4 separate regions of the Mus musculus genome follow, and regions 1, 2 and 4 are each linked to region 3. A link is a contact called in public HiChIP or PLAC-seq and promoter capture Hi-C data. All regions are on one chromosome and are shown on one strand. Each heading gives the region's core, a stretch centred on a gene start, on an enhancer-like site or on the middle of the called end of the contact. The rest is flanking DNA. Distances are from core to core; before and after follow the strand shown.

Region 1 (3,188 bases), core at 365-2,864, 550 kb after region 3:
ACCTTCAATTTCTAGATCACCCAAGTGTCTTTTGTGTCATTTTAATGTCCCACCTCCCCCACCTCTCCCCTGACCCCAAGCTGGGGTTTTCCTGTAATTCCCAGGGGAAGTTGATGTGGAATAAAACAGAAGGAAGGGGTGGCTGGTGTCTCCAGAGGGGGCTCCGTGCACGTCTCCCAGGCTGGGAGCTCAGTAGGTTCCATGCCCAGTATGGAAAAAAAGCAGGTGGGGCCTGGGCTGGGTCTCTGTTGTAAGAATCTTGGCCCAGTAAGCTCGAGGCTTTGCGCTCCTTCCCCAACACAGAAGAAGCTGGATTTGAGGGTGTATGCCTGTCTGTGTCTGTATCCCAATATACTGGGGAGGGTCAGAAGTTCAGAGTCATCCTAGGCTGTCTAGTGAGTTGGAGGGCTGCAAGGCGAAGACCAGACCCTATGTAGAAACAAACAACTCCCCATTTTATAGCTTGTTGTTTCCTGCTGAGATAAATGGTCTGGTTATATCAGTACTTTTTTTTTTTTTAATTATGTTTACTGATGGTATGCATGTCGTGGTCAAAGGGCACTTTCAGGACAAATTTCTGGGTGTCAGTTCTTTCTTCCCACCATGTAGGTCCTGAGGACTGAACTCAGGCCACCAGGCTTGTGATTATACTATTACTGGCTGAGCCATCTCAGCAGATCTAACCAGATCAGAACATTGAGGAGTCTGTCTCCAAGGTTTGCCCAGAGCCAGTCATCTCTCAGTTCCTCTTTTGGGGGGTCTTCTCTGCGCCCCCCCCTTTTGCCTCTACCTCAGGCAAGAACAGTGAAAGAATGGGAAATTGGAAATGTGTCCGCTGCCTGGGGGAATTTCTCTATCTGGACTCTCCAGCCTTCTGTTTCTGGAGTCCTAAGAGACTACTAACAGGAAGCCCCAAGAAAGTGGGTGGGGACACACCAGGAAAGGCCCAGGGTAGAGATGGGGTCCTGGGGAGGAAGAGGCTGAGTGAGTGGGTGCCTAGCAGGTCTCTTTGATTCCGCTGGGGATGGGTGGGCAGTTTTGGATGTCCCTAGAGTCCTCGACAAAACAACAACAACAAAAAACAAAACAAAACAAAACAAAACAACAACAAAACCCCCTGCATTTAGGGCGTCCCAGGGATGGGGAGCTAGGGGTTGGAAGAAAAAGGGAGCAGGAGAGATCAGGAGAGAGACAGAAGTTTGAGAGACAGAAAAACAGGAATGAAAATCAGCAGCGGAGAAATAACCTACCAGTGGGGAACACAGAAAAAGAAGGGAGACAGAGCTGTGGATTCAGGAGAGGCCAGGGAGGGAATGGATTCCGATATCACATGGTTCCCATCATATAAAAAGCTCTTTAATGTGTCAGTGTTAAACCAAATCAAACACACACACACACACACACACACACACACACACACACACACACACAAAAAGGGAAGAAGGACGGGCGGGCACAGGGCCTGGACAGGGAAGGGGAAAGGGGCGAGAAGGGGGAGGGGAAGGGGGGAGGAGGAGAGAAAGTTCCGGGAGTCGAGGGGCGGAGCGCGGAGCCCGGGAACCCCGCGGCTGCCCTCCCTCCCTTCCCTCCCCGGAAAAGGCGCCTCGGTAGCCTATAAAGCACGGGCACTGGCGGGAGACGTGCACTGACCGACCGTGGTAATGGACCAGCACACACTTGATGTGGAGGATACCGCGGATGCCAGACATCCAGCAGGTACTTCGTGCCCCTCGGATGCGGCGCTCCTCAGAGATACCGGGCTCCTCGCGGACGCTGCGCTCCTCTCAGATACTGTGCGCCCCACAAATGCCGCGCTCCCCACGGATGCTGCCTACCCTGCGGTTAATGTTCGGGATCGCGAGGCCGCGTGGCCGCCTGCACTGAACTTCTGTTCCCGCCACCCAAAGCTCTATGGCCTAGTCGCTTTGGTTTTGCTGCTTCTGATCGCCGCCTGTGTTCCTATCTTCACCCGCACCGAGCCTCGGCCAGCGCTCACAATCACCACCTCGCCCAACCTGGGTACCCGAGAGAATAATGCAGACCAGGTCACCCCTGTTTCCCACATTGGCTGCCCCAACACTACACAACAGGTGAGGCTCATCTCATCCCTAGGGGACTCTTTCTTACCTTCTGGAAGCATCGCTGCACCGACAGGGAGAGAACAGCACTTCCTCCCCACCCCCGCCCCGCCCCGCCCCGCCCCGCCTCGCTCTGCTCCTGCTACTCCGCTTGAAGCACCCCCTCTCCATCTCGCACTCAGAGGAAATCCCTTTGCGTCTTGACCCCTTGAATGAACCTATGAAACCTGGGGGAGAACTCCCGAGGGTGCACCGCAGTTCCCTTCAGTCCCACTTAGGCCTTCAGGGCTCTCCTTCTCCATCCAAAGTTGGACGCCCCAATGTGTGCTGGGCCGTATGAGTTCCTATCTGCTTCTTTAGGATGTAAGGTACCATCTACCTTTATTTTTCTTTCTTCCCAGGGCTCTCCTGTGTTCGCCAAGCTACTGGCTAAAAACCGTGAGTGCCCCCTGATTTATTTCCAGCGGGTCCCGCAGGGAGGTTGAACAAGGGGACCTGTTCAACCTTCTAGTCATGTCCCTCTCCCTCACTTACTCAGCCTTTCTCACTTGCTGTCACAGCTCCAACTGTCATCCTTGGGACCCCATCCAGGTTTTCAGAGAATTGAGAATTCTCACCCCCAGCTGACTCTGGGAGATCTCCTTTTCTCTTTTCCTTCCTCTATCCCTCCCATGTAGCCCAGGCTTCCTCCAAATTCATTATGTAGCTGAGGCTGGCCGCCCTGCTGCCAACACCTCCAATGGGCTGGGATAAATGAATGCCTTTGGGCTTCAGGCACCCTATTGAGCCCGAGCCCTAGTCTCTCCCTGTCAAGTCTTAGTTGTCAAATTATTTGCCCTCAGAGATGACTCTCTTCCTGCACTCTCCATATCCCACCTCTCTCCCAGTTTTGTTCATCCCTCTCTTACTCCTCTGATTTCTCTCTCTTCTTTTCTCCTCTCCCCCTTCCCCTCTTGTGGCCCCTTTACTCAGCTCCTTCCAGGAGTCCATGTGCATCTCCGCTCTTAACACTCTAGACCCTCGCCCCTTTGCCTCGTTCTTATTCCACAACCACTTTCTTAAATTGTATCCCTTCTGGGTGGCCCCTCCCTCCTTTTCTTCTGTTTTGTC
Region 2 (3,348 bases), core at 314-2,813, 530 kb after region 3:
AGCGGACAGAGTCCATGGTGCCGGGTTCCAGGTCGACCAGCACGGCTCTGGGAACATAGTTTCCACCTGTGGGGATGGCAGATGGAGGGTGGCTGGGCTGAGTGCCAGGTCCAGCAGGCTCCAGGGCACATCCTGTCCCTTCGTGACAGTGCCCCCCCACTCCCACGCCCGTGCCAGCCCACTGACTACCCTACCTGTGGCCTCATTGTAGTAGACATTGATCCTCTCCAGCTGGAGGTCACTGTCCCCATGATAGGTCCCAGTGGGGTCGATGCCGTGCTCATCACTGATGACCTCCCAGAACTGGGGGTGGGGGTGGGAAGCAAAGTGAGGGGGAGGGGGAGCAAAGTGAGAGGGGAGCAAAATGAGGGGGAGGGGGGAGCAAAGTGAATAGATTTTCCTTTTGTTGTTATAGTTTTTTTGTTTTTGTTTTTGTTGTTATAGTTTTAAAACCTTTTAAAAAACCATTTTCTGTGTGTGTGCATTCATATGCATGCTCCTGTTGTCAATCTTGGCCATGAGCCCTGGGGGAACCATGTTGCTTGTCCTATTGTTTGTTTGATGATGAAATGTGTAGAATAGCTTTTTTTTTTACTTATTGTCTTAAAATTTAATGTATGTATGTATATATATATGTATATATGTATGAATGTATGTATGTATGTGTTTGTATTATTTTTTTAGTCAGTGTCTCCCAAAGCCCAGGCTAGCCTGAAATTCACTAGATAGTTTAGGATGATATTGAACTCTTGATCCTCCTGCCTCAACCTAGCCTAGTGGCTGGGATGACAGGTGTATACCACAACACCTGGGCAAAGGTTCAACCTATTGAGTTATAGCCCCCACCCCTTATTTTTTTGACACAGGGTTTCACGTAGCCCAAGCTGGCCTCCAACTTACTGTGTATGGGAAGCTATTTTTGGGCTCCTGCCTCTATCCACCAAGTGCTAAGATGTCAGAGTGGGTCACAGTGTTAGTCGGGAAGGGCTGAGAGATGCTGTGTCTAGGACACTCTTAAAGCCACTTCTTCAGTTGCTGACTGTCTGTCTGTGAGGTAACTGGGAACTCAGAGCCACAGCAAAGCATGAGCCAGCAAGAAGGGAGAAGTTGGGGGTAGGGAGAGGCTTGGCCCCACCAGAGCCACTTGGTGCCAGTCCATCCCGGCAGCAGCCCTGGGAGGAGGGGCCGTGCCTCTTCGTTCCAGGCAACTGAGGGTGACAGTGGCCCAGCTGTGAGGCCAGCTGTGGCCAAGAGACATAAGGCCAGGCCCTGCCCCCATCAGCCTCTTTGTTCCCAGTCTGGCTCTGCCCTGGTTCCCCTCCTCCACCTAGGATGCAAAATTCCTGGGTGAGCCTTGGGAGAGCCAATAACCCCTCTCTGAGCCCCTGTGCATTCCCACCCTCTACTCAGTCCGACGCACCTTGGCCCCGATCTGGTTACCGCATTGACCGGCTTGCAGGTGCACGATTTCCCGCATGGTGGTGGCGCTGCTGGTGGCGTCTGATGGACGGGTGTCGACCGGCCGCTGTGGCTCTAGCTCTGGACGAGATGGCTGCGGAGCTCTGTCTCTGCGCCCCCGGGCGTCTCTATATTTGCGGAGCAGTACTCACGTCACCGCTGGGTCACCCGCGTGCTCCGCCTCCTGGGCCCGCCTAGGATGCTTGCAGTGAAGGATGGAGGGACTGGAGTAATGGAGGAGGATGGAGGGAGGGGCCTCGGAAAAGTAGGGATCTCCTCCGTCAAGCTCTTTCTCTGAGACCTCAGGGTCCCGGTGTATCCCCACTCTAGTTTCCCCTCAGGCTCCGTTGTCAGGCACCATTCTTTCTTTCCACTCTGATTTCATAGAGACTGGATGGAAAGGCACCTCGGAATCTTGTAAATAGCATCTAGGACAATGTCCTCCCTCTCAGCCCCAGCCCCTGCCTCAATTTCTCTGTCTGCTTCTCCCTTCTTCATTCCTTCGAGACCCCCTTCCTTAGAACCTTTGTATAGGTGGGGAAGAACGGTGACTCTGAGCTCCAGGCTCTCCACAGTGGAGTTTGGTTTGAAGGTGGCAGGTGCATGTGAGACACTGCTGAGTCCTGGAAGTCGCTTCTGGAACCCTTCTACAGATTTCCTTCTATGTTCTGAGGAGCGCTGGAAGGCTCTTGACCCCCCAGGAGGTCTCAGAAACTAGGGCTAAGACAAATAATTGGATCCCACCAACAGCAGAGAGCTTTCCCCACCTCAACATATCTTTGCTTTGTTATTGATATTTATTTCTTTAAGTACAAGTTTTCCCATGTAGCTATTGTTCCCCTATATCACTATATGGCCCAGGCTGGCCTTGAACTCATGGCTTTCCTGCCTCCAATCTCTGGAATGCTAGGATTACAAGAGATCTACAACATAGCTGTAAAAGTGACATAGTCTAAAAGTGACATCTGAAACATGCTTGTATGTTCATGAGTTTATCTGAGCATAGGTTCAAGTTAGAGTGTGTCCATGCGTTGTTGATCTTTACCATCCATAATGTTCTATTCATAGACTGTCTTCTTGTGCTGGATTCCATGGGTTTTTCTGCTCCCCACCCCAACTCCAGCATCCCCAGGGGTTATAGGTGCTACTTGCTGTGTTCCTTGCTTTGAGAGATTTCCCCTCGGGACTGCATAGTGTAGTCCAAGCTGACTTCTCACTCAATGCAGTCCAAGCTGACCTCCCACTCAATAAGTAAACAAGCTGGCCTTAAACTCCTGATCCTCTGCCTCTACCTCCTGAGTGTGCACCACCATGCCCTGGGGTTATATGGAGTTGGGCACAGGACTAAGGGACTCATGCATGCTTGGAAAGTGCTCTCCCCATTGAGCCCCAGCTCACAAACACCATGACAGCTTTCCCTCATTATAGATCCAATTGTGATGTTGCCAGCTGGCCAAAGACTGACTCTTTTCCCTCCCTCCCTCCTCTCTCTCTCTCTCTCTCTCTCTCTCTCTCCTTCCCTCCCCCTCTTCCTTACTCCCTTCTTCCTTTCTTAGCCAGATTGTTTTCTTCCAGATCCACCCTGACACCACCCCCAACTTCAAGTCTTCCTGTTTTGGTTTTATTTTGTTTATTTATTTTTATGTGTATGGGTGTTTTGCCTGCATGTCTGTCTCTGTACTGCACATACATGTAGTGTCAGCAGAGGCTAGAGAGGACATAGATACCCTGGGACTGGAGTTACAGACACTTGTGGGCCACCACGTGGGAGCCTGGGTCCTTTGGCAGCCGGTGCTTTTAATCATTTAACCATCTCTCCAGCCAACCTCCAGATTTTAAAATTAATTTGACTGGTATTGCCTCACCCCATCCCCTCTTTTCTCCCTCTCA
Region 3 (2,941 bases), core at 385-2,884:
AAGAAGGAAGTGTGCCTGTTGAGCTTCCCCGAGGAGGCTGTGCTCTGGGGATGGACAGAGGTCGATCCAGGCAGCAGAGGCTCCCAAGGGAGGGTCCTAAGGCCACAGAGCAACCAGAAGGTTCCTTGCCGGGGTTGGGGGGATGGAGGGCTGGACGACAATGTCAGAAGTCACCATCAGGAACACCAGAGGCAGTGGGCATCAGCAGGGCTGGGGAGTTGGCATCTCTCTGGAAGCCCAGCACCTGGATCAGCAAGGGACATGTGGGCCCAGGGATGTCAACCAGCAGTTTCCAAGCTAATGGCCCTTTTTCCCTTCTCCAAATAGCCTGGATCTGGGCTTGGAAGGGAGTGCAGTGGTTGCCCACAATCCTGAGGCCCTTCTGTAGCAGGCACAGTGCTAGGATCCCCCTGGTGGACACCACAGGAATTGCAGGCAAAGCTGCTCCGTTTGTCCTGGTGTCTGTTACAGGAATTGCAGGCAGAGCTCTTGTGGACCCAAGCCCACAAAGCACAGTCAGTTTATGTCTGCATCAAAGTAAAGAGTCCAGAGGAGAGTAGAGAACTTCTCAAAGTCACACAGATGGGGACACCAGTGCTGAGCCAACAGAGGAGATGGAAGGATAAGGCTAATGTGCCCACCTCATGAGGCCCTCAGTTTCCCCACCATCTCTCAGGCCTCCCATGAATGGCTTACCTGAAGTACGACTGGACTCCCAGGAAGAGAGAGATGTGGTGCCTGGGCCAGTTTGCTCCTTCAGCCAGCATCTTGTGTCCCTAAAATCATCGCTCCATCTCCTCCATTTCCTACCTGAGGGGGTGAACATAAAGACAAGCGGTGACGACTAAAGTCTTTCCAGCTAGTCCAGGATCGCTCTGAAGTGTCTTCATACTGGTGGTGATGCACTATACAGCCGGGCCCCACTAGAGACACTGAGGCCAGTGTAGACACAAGGTGTGACGGGCTTGGGATGGGGAGTGCAGTAGTGGCCCAGGGCTGCTCATCCCACCGACCTCTTAGATGAGTGGACAGAAACTGAGAGAGAGATGGAGACACTCGGAGACATGAAGAAACAGATAGGGGCGGTGTGCAGAGAGAGACAGAGACCAGGACACAGATACAGAGAGACGTGCTGAGCCAGAGCCAGATACACAGAAATGAGGGCAGGGAGTCCTCAGAGCCACCGCTGGAGCTCACACCACATATCGACATAGCTAATGGAGCCGAGAGGAAGCAGGCACGGTCACAGAGGTCTTTCTCACCATGTCCCCAAGCCATCACCATCCCACTGGGCCAACCTCCATAAGCCAGAGCTCAAGATCCTACCAGGTTCTAGCCCAAGTCCCAGCCTAGATCCCTGGTCACCTGGTGTCGCTGAGCAGAAGTAATACTGAGCCGTCCTGCAGGCGAGCTTCGCGAACTGTCTGATGGTCAGGCAGAGGCCTAGAGTTGTAGTAGAAGGTTCTGCGCCAAGAGCTTACACCCTGGCCCACTAGCTGTGCGCGCAGGTCACTCAGTGTGTCTCGGGGCCGCACGGTCAGTGGCAGTAGCAATGCCTCGTCGGCTAGGTGTACCTTGATGTGGTAGCGCTTCCAGCGGGACAGCCCTCGCCGCAGCTCCTCCATGGCCATTGCCAGCCTGAGACTCTCTCGCAGGTCAGCACCTGCTAGACCGGCTGAGCCACCTGCCTCCACCCCTCCTAGGCACGCCCTGCTACAGCAGCAGCCCACAGGGGTGGTGACATTGGCTGGCCCAGCCCAGGCCTCCATGACAAACATTTCTCCTGTGCACAGCATACATCAAAGGCCCTGGGGCAAAGAACGCAGCTATACGAAAGCACTGTGGCAGGATGGAGAGCCTGGTGTATTGGAGGAGTGGAGTTGGGTCCTGCTTTTGAAGCAGAAGTGAGGAGGAGAGAAGGGTGGCAAGGAAGGCAGTGTAACCCACCCACCCATTTATTTATTATTCCAGGGAACACTCTAGAACTTCCTCCCTAATCTGTATCTGTACTTGTTTTGTGTCTGTGGGCTCCAAAGAAACCTCAATCTTGGGCCTTTGCCCTCTATGGCCATCAAGTTAGGAACAGGGTCTAAGTAGGGGAGACAGACGTCTAGGTTTGGCCTGGAAGTTCACGTGCACTGGAGGTGGGGCTCCAGGGGATGGGTAAGAGTTCAACATTCCCAGTTGCCCACATTCACCACCCACTCAGTTCAGCAAGTGCTTGATGAGGAGAGAAGCGAGTTCCAGCCTCCCGATCCTTACAGCCATTTCTGGGAGCCAGCCGCCTCTCCAGCACACTTCCGAAAGCACGCCTTTTCCCTCCCCGATGCTCTCACTGCCCCACTGGATAGAGCAGTTTGTCCTCTGCACTTGGCCTCTGACACACAAACTCTGGGCATTTGTCACCAGCAACAATGCAGTAGTCACTGTGTGGCCTCTAACCCTGTCATCTCCTGCCACAGCCTCTCCTCCCCTTACCTCAGTGTCTCTGCCTGTCTACTGGGGTCTTGTAAAAAGACATTGTTGTTACAAGGCCCTGACTTACACTTACCCAGGAATGGGAATGCTGAGAGAACATTCTAGGTGTTAACTTTGACTCCGCAAAGAAAAACAAACTGAACGTTCTAAAAATTTAGCCCAGTGACATCTTGGTGGTGCAAACCTTTAATCCCAGCATTTGGGAGGCAGAGGCAGGCAGATTCCTGTGAGGTCAGCTTTATCAAAGAGAGATCATGACCCCTGTTACTCCCAAAAAAGACAGGTAAGAGAATATATAGGAAAAAATATATCTCAGTGTGCTGTGTAGGGTGACATTAATTGTCCCATTTGCCCACATTCACCACCCACACAGTTCAGTAAGTATCTGTAAAGGGAGCCTTTAATTGAAAGATTAATAACTGACAACATGCAAATATAAAACACCTACACACAAACACTTCAC
Region 4 (3,218 bases), core at 242-2,741, 670 kb after region 3:
CGGACCGGAAGGGGCTACGGCTGACTGTAGTTCCAGTTCCTTGCCCACCTTGATGGAGACGCTTCTCAGATGTCCACTGGCTCCTGTCAACACTGTCTTCTCACTGGTCAGCACTTGCCTCTTTAGGAAGTCTTGCACAGTGACTGTGACTGGGATGTCACCCTGAGCATCGTGGGCCTCCAGTACGATGGTCTCTTCGCTCTCCAGCCGTAGGACATTGGGAGTAATGATGGAATACCTGACCGTGGGGTGTGGGAGCAGATGTCACCTCAAGGCCTGAGACTTCAGCCCTCACTCTGGCTGGCCCAGTCCCTAGTTCTAGCGTGTTCTAGTTCTCAGTGCTGGAGCAGATGCCTGGATCCACGTCCTCCCCACACAAGAAGGTACCAAACCACAGCCCACTTTCCCTTAGCCACTAGAAGCTGTCTTTTCCTGGCTTCAGCACTGGGTACCAGCCATAAGGACTTTGCTTGTACTGAGAAAGTGCTCTCTCTACCACTAAGCTATACCTCAGCCTCTCCTCACTTTTCTGTTTGGAAACAGCATCTCACTAAGTTGTTCAGGCTAGCCCTGAACTCACTCTGTAGCCCAGGCTTGGCTGGAATGTGTACACTTCCTGCCTGGGCTTCCAGAGTGGACAGGATGACAGGTCCATGTAATCAGGCCCAATGCTGAGCTTGGCTTTTGACAGTCCACACAAGGGCTATAGACCCCAACAACCCTCCAGTCCTCACATCTTAAAACTTACCATTGCCTAAACCACAAGACATCACAGACACCATAAATCTATAGACCTTCTTCTTCATAAGTAGGCACACCAATGCTACAATACCTGAGTTCTATGAACATAAGACAACCCAAACACTCACATTCTCTCTCTTTCTCTCTGTTTGTATGTATGTATGTATGTATGTATGTATGTATGTATGTATGTATGTATGTATGTCACGTCACAGGAAGATGTCCGGTGTCCTGTTCTATGCCCCTCCCTCCCCACACCTTGAGTCAACATCTCTCTCTGAACCTGGCACTGGGCTGGCAGTCAGCAAGCCCCAGTATCTGGTCTCCAGCCCCACAGTGTGGGGTTACAGGCTCTGGAGGCCACTCCTGGCTTTTCTGTGGGTGCTGGGAGTTTGAGTTAAGGTCCTTATGTCCATGCAGCAAGACTTCATACCCACTGAGCCATCCTCCAGCCCCCAGCACAAATTCTTAACATCCCTGTCTCCCCCCAAGTGGGTGACTCCTAGGTGACTCACCTAGGTGACTCCTAAATTGTATAAGAAACTGCACCCCCAAAAGGTAACTACTTACATGGGGATCCCCAGAGCTAATGGGGAGCTGGCCAACAGCAGCAGTAGCACTAGTAGCTGGGACCCTGAAGCTGGTCCCATAGTGAAGGAAAAAGGTGGAAGGAATGAAGGGGTAAGGGGCAGGGGTGGGCAGAGGCGAGCTGGGGCTGTAGCCGCTGGCTCTTTATATGGCTCTCCTCTCTGGTCCCTCCCTGTTCCTGCACCAGGGACTGCCCAAAATTTCGCAACATAGTTTCCTAAGCTTTTTCACAAACCTGGGGCAACAAGCCTTGGGGTGAGTAACCCTAGGCACATTTCCATTACCCTGGAGCTTGAAAGTACCTGCTTGGCTCAGGCTTTTCTTGGGGTCAAGGCCAGATGCTGAACCTGGGCTGGTCCCTGTTGTACTTGGTTACACCAGAGACCATTGAAGTCTAGAGTGACCTCCTCCCACACTTAGCTGGGTCCCAGTAACCCAGCACTTCTGGATGGCTGGTTCTCCCTACCCCCAAGGTCTTGCTAAATCAGTGGGTCGAGACACATTTGGCATTGCATTATATATCCTGCGTATCAGTATTTACCTTACAATTCAGAACAGTAGCAAAATTAGAGTTGTGAAGTAGCAATGAAATAATTTTATGATTGGAGGTCAGCACAACATGGAAGGGTGGCAGGTTCAGGAAGGTGGAGACCACTGTGCTAAACAGTTCTGAACTCCTACCTCTACCTCCTCAGTTGCTGGGCATTACCCAAGCCCTACTTATGCATTTATAATCCAAGTCTTTCCTATGAGGAGGATAAGGGGTGAGGGCATGTCCCAGCCCAGAGTCCCAGCTCTGTGGAGCATTTTCTGAAGTGGGAAAGAATTCTGGTTTTTTGAGGATCTGGGACGGTTTCTTGGCAGTGGGACAGTTAAGCTTTGGTTTTGAAGGCTGCCTAGAAGTTCGCCCTCCGGGGGGCATGCTTGCTTTCTAGGGAAAAGAATGAGGTGGACCTTACCTACCCTGTCACTCAGGGTGGCTGAATGACTCTGGTGGGCTTTGAGAGTCATGGAGGAAAAGCCTGCTCTTGTCTCTGCCTCTAGGACTTGTCCTGCCCCTATATTATCTCTTTCAGTTGTGTTGGTTTTGTGGTTGTAGGCAGATAATGATTCACAATGCTTAGTTGGTTTTTTTTGTTTGTTTGGTTGGTTGGTTTTTGGTTTTTTAAGACAAAAGTACAAATAGTGGCTTTAGAATACAGCTCAGTGGGAAAGTGCTTCCATACTCAGTAGCATAGGATTGATTCTGGTGGCATACATCTGTAATCCCAGCACGAGATGCTGGAGGCAAGAGGATCAGGAGTTCAAAGTCAACCTTGCTATGTAGCAAGTTAGAGGCCAGCTTGGGCTACATGACACCATTTCTTTTCTTTTTAAAATATTTATATGTATGTGTTGGAGTGTTTTGCCTGTATGTATGTATGTATGTATGTATGTATGTATGTATGTATGTATGTATGTATGTATATATGTATGTATGTATGTATGTATGTATGTATGTATGTATGTATGTATGTATATATGTGCATCATGTGTATGCCTGATGCCTACAGAGGCCAGAAGACAATGTTGGATCCCTGGATCTAGAATTGCAGGTGTTTTTGTGCGCCTCATGCGGGTGTTGGGAAACAAGCACAAATCCTCTGTATGGGCAACCAGTGAATCATCTCTCCAGCCACACAGACCCTGTTTCTAGAAAGGCCAATTCTGGCCCATCATGACCAACACACAGGTTTCACAGTAACCATTAACCTCCTCTCTGTATTGTTCTCCCAGCTCCCCTGAGGGCCGTCTGAGGGCTGTCTTGCTTTCTGTGTGTGACAGATTTGCCTCAACAATTATTGTTCCAGATCAATGCTCAGGGAGATTTCTCCTCCTCGCTGCCAACT

Evidence for each region. Promoter capture Hi-C pulls out the DNA fragments that hold promoters and counts their contacts. HiChIP or PLAC-seq counts read pairs in DNA pulled down with a chosen protein or histone mark.
Region 1: a contact with region 3 is called in a promoter capture Hi-C map of liver, with 2.9 times the contacts expected there. The contact joins the promoter of Tnfsf9 here to the promoter of Tincr in region 3. A contact is called at or near these places in 1 of 39 promoter capture datasets (liver) and 1 of 115 datasets of contacts at active chromatin or transcription factors (pancreatic cancer cells).
Region 2: a contact with region 3 is called in an HNF4G HiChIP or PLAC-seq map of pancreatic cancer cells. The contact joins the promoter of Tubb4a here to the promoter of Tincr in region 3. A contact is called at or near these places in 1 of 39 promoter capture datasets (liver) and 1 of 115 datasets of contacts at active chromatin or transcription factors (pancreatic cancer cells).
Region 4: a contact with region 3 is called in a promoter capture Hi-C map of liver, with 4 times the contacts expected there. The contact joins the promoter of C3 here to the promoter of Tincr in region 3. A contact is called at or near these places in 3 of 39 promoter capture datasets (liver and pre-B cells).

Annotation. Positions count from the first base shown.
Region 1 is chr17:57,103,771-57,106,958 of GRCm38.p6, forward strand. Tnfsf9 (tumor necrosis factor (ligand) superfamily, member 9) reads left to right here and starts at 1,615. Exons shown (of 3, transcript NM_009404.3): 1 at 1,615-2,090; 2 at 2,480-2,516. The coding sequence starts at 1,662. Gm11110 (predicted gene 11110) reads right to left here and starts at 2,172. Exons shown (of 4, transcript NR_033508.1): 1 at 2,128-2,172.
Region 2 is chr17:57,086,037-57,089,384 of GRCm38.p6, forward strand. Tubb4a (tubulin, beta 4A class IVA) reads right to left here and starts at 1,564. Exons shown (of 4, transcript NM_009451.4): 1 at 1,421-1,564; 2 at 195-303; 3 at 1-66. The coding sequence starts at 1,477.
Region 3 is chr17:56,552,753-56,555,693 of GRCm38.p6, forward strand. Tincr (predicted gene, 20219) reads right to left here and starts at 1,635. Exons shown (of 4, transcript NR_130128.1): 1 at 1,366-1,635; 2 at 697-810; 3 at 1-244.
Region 4 is chr17:57,226,645-57,229,862 of GRCm38.p6, forward strand. C3 (complement component 3) reads right to left here and starts at 1,492. Exons shown (of 41, transcript NM_009778.3): 1 at 1,312-1,492; 2 at 49-238. The coding sequence starts at 1,391.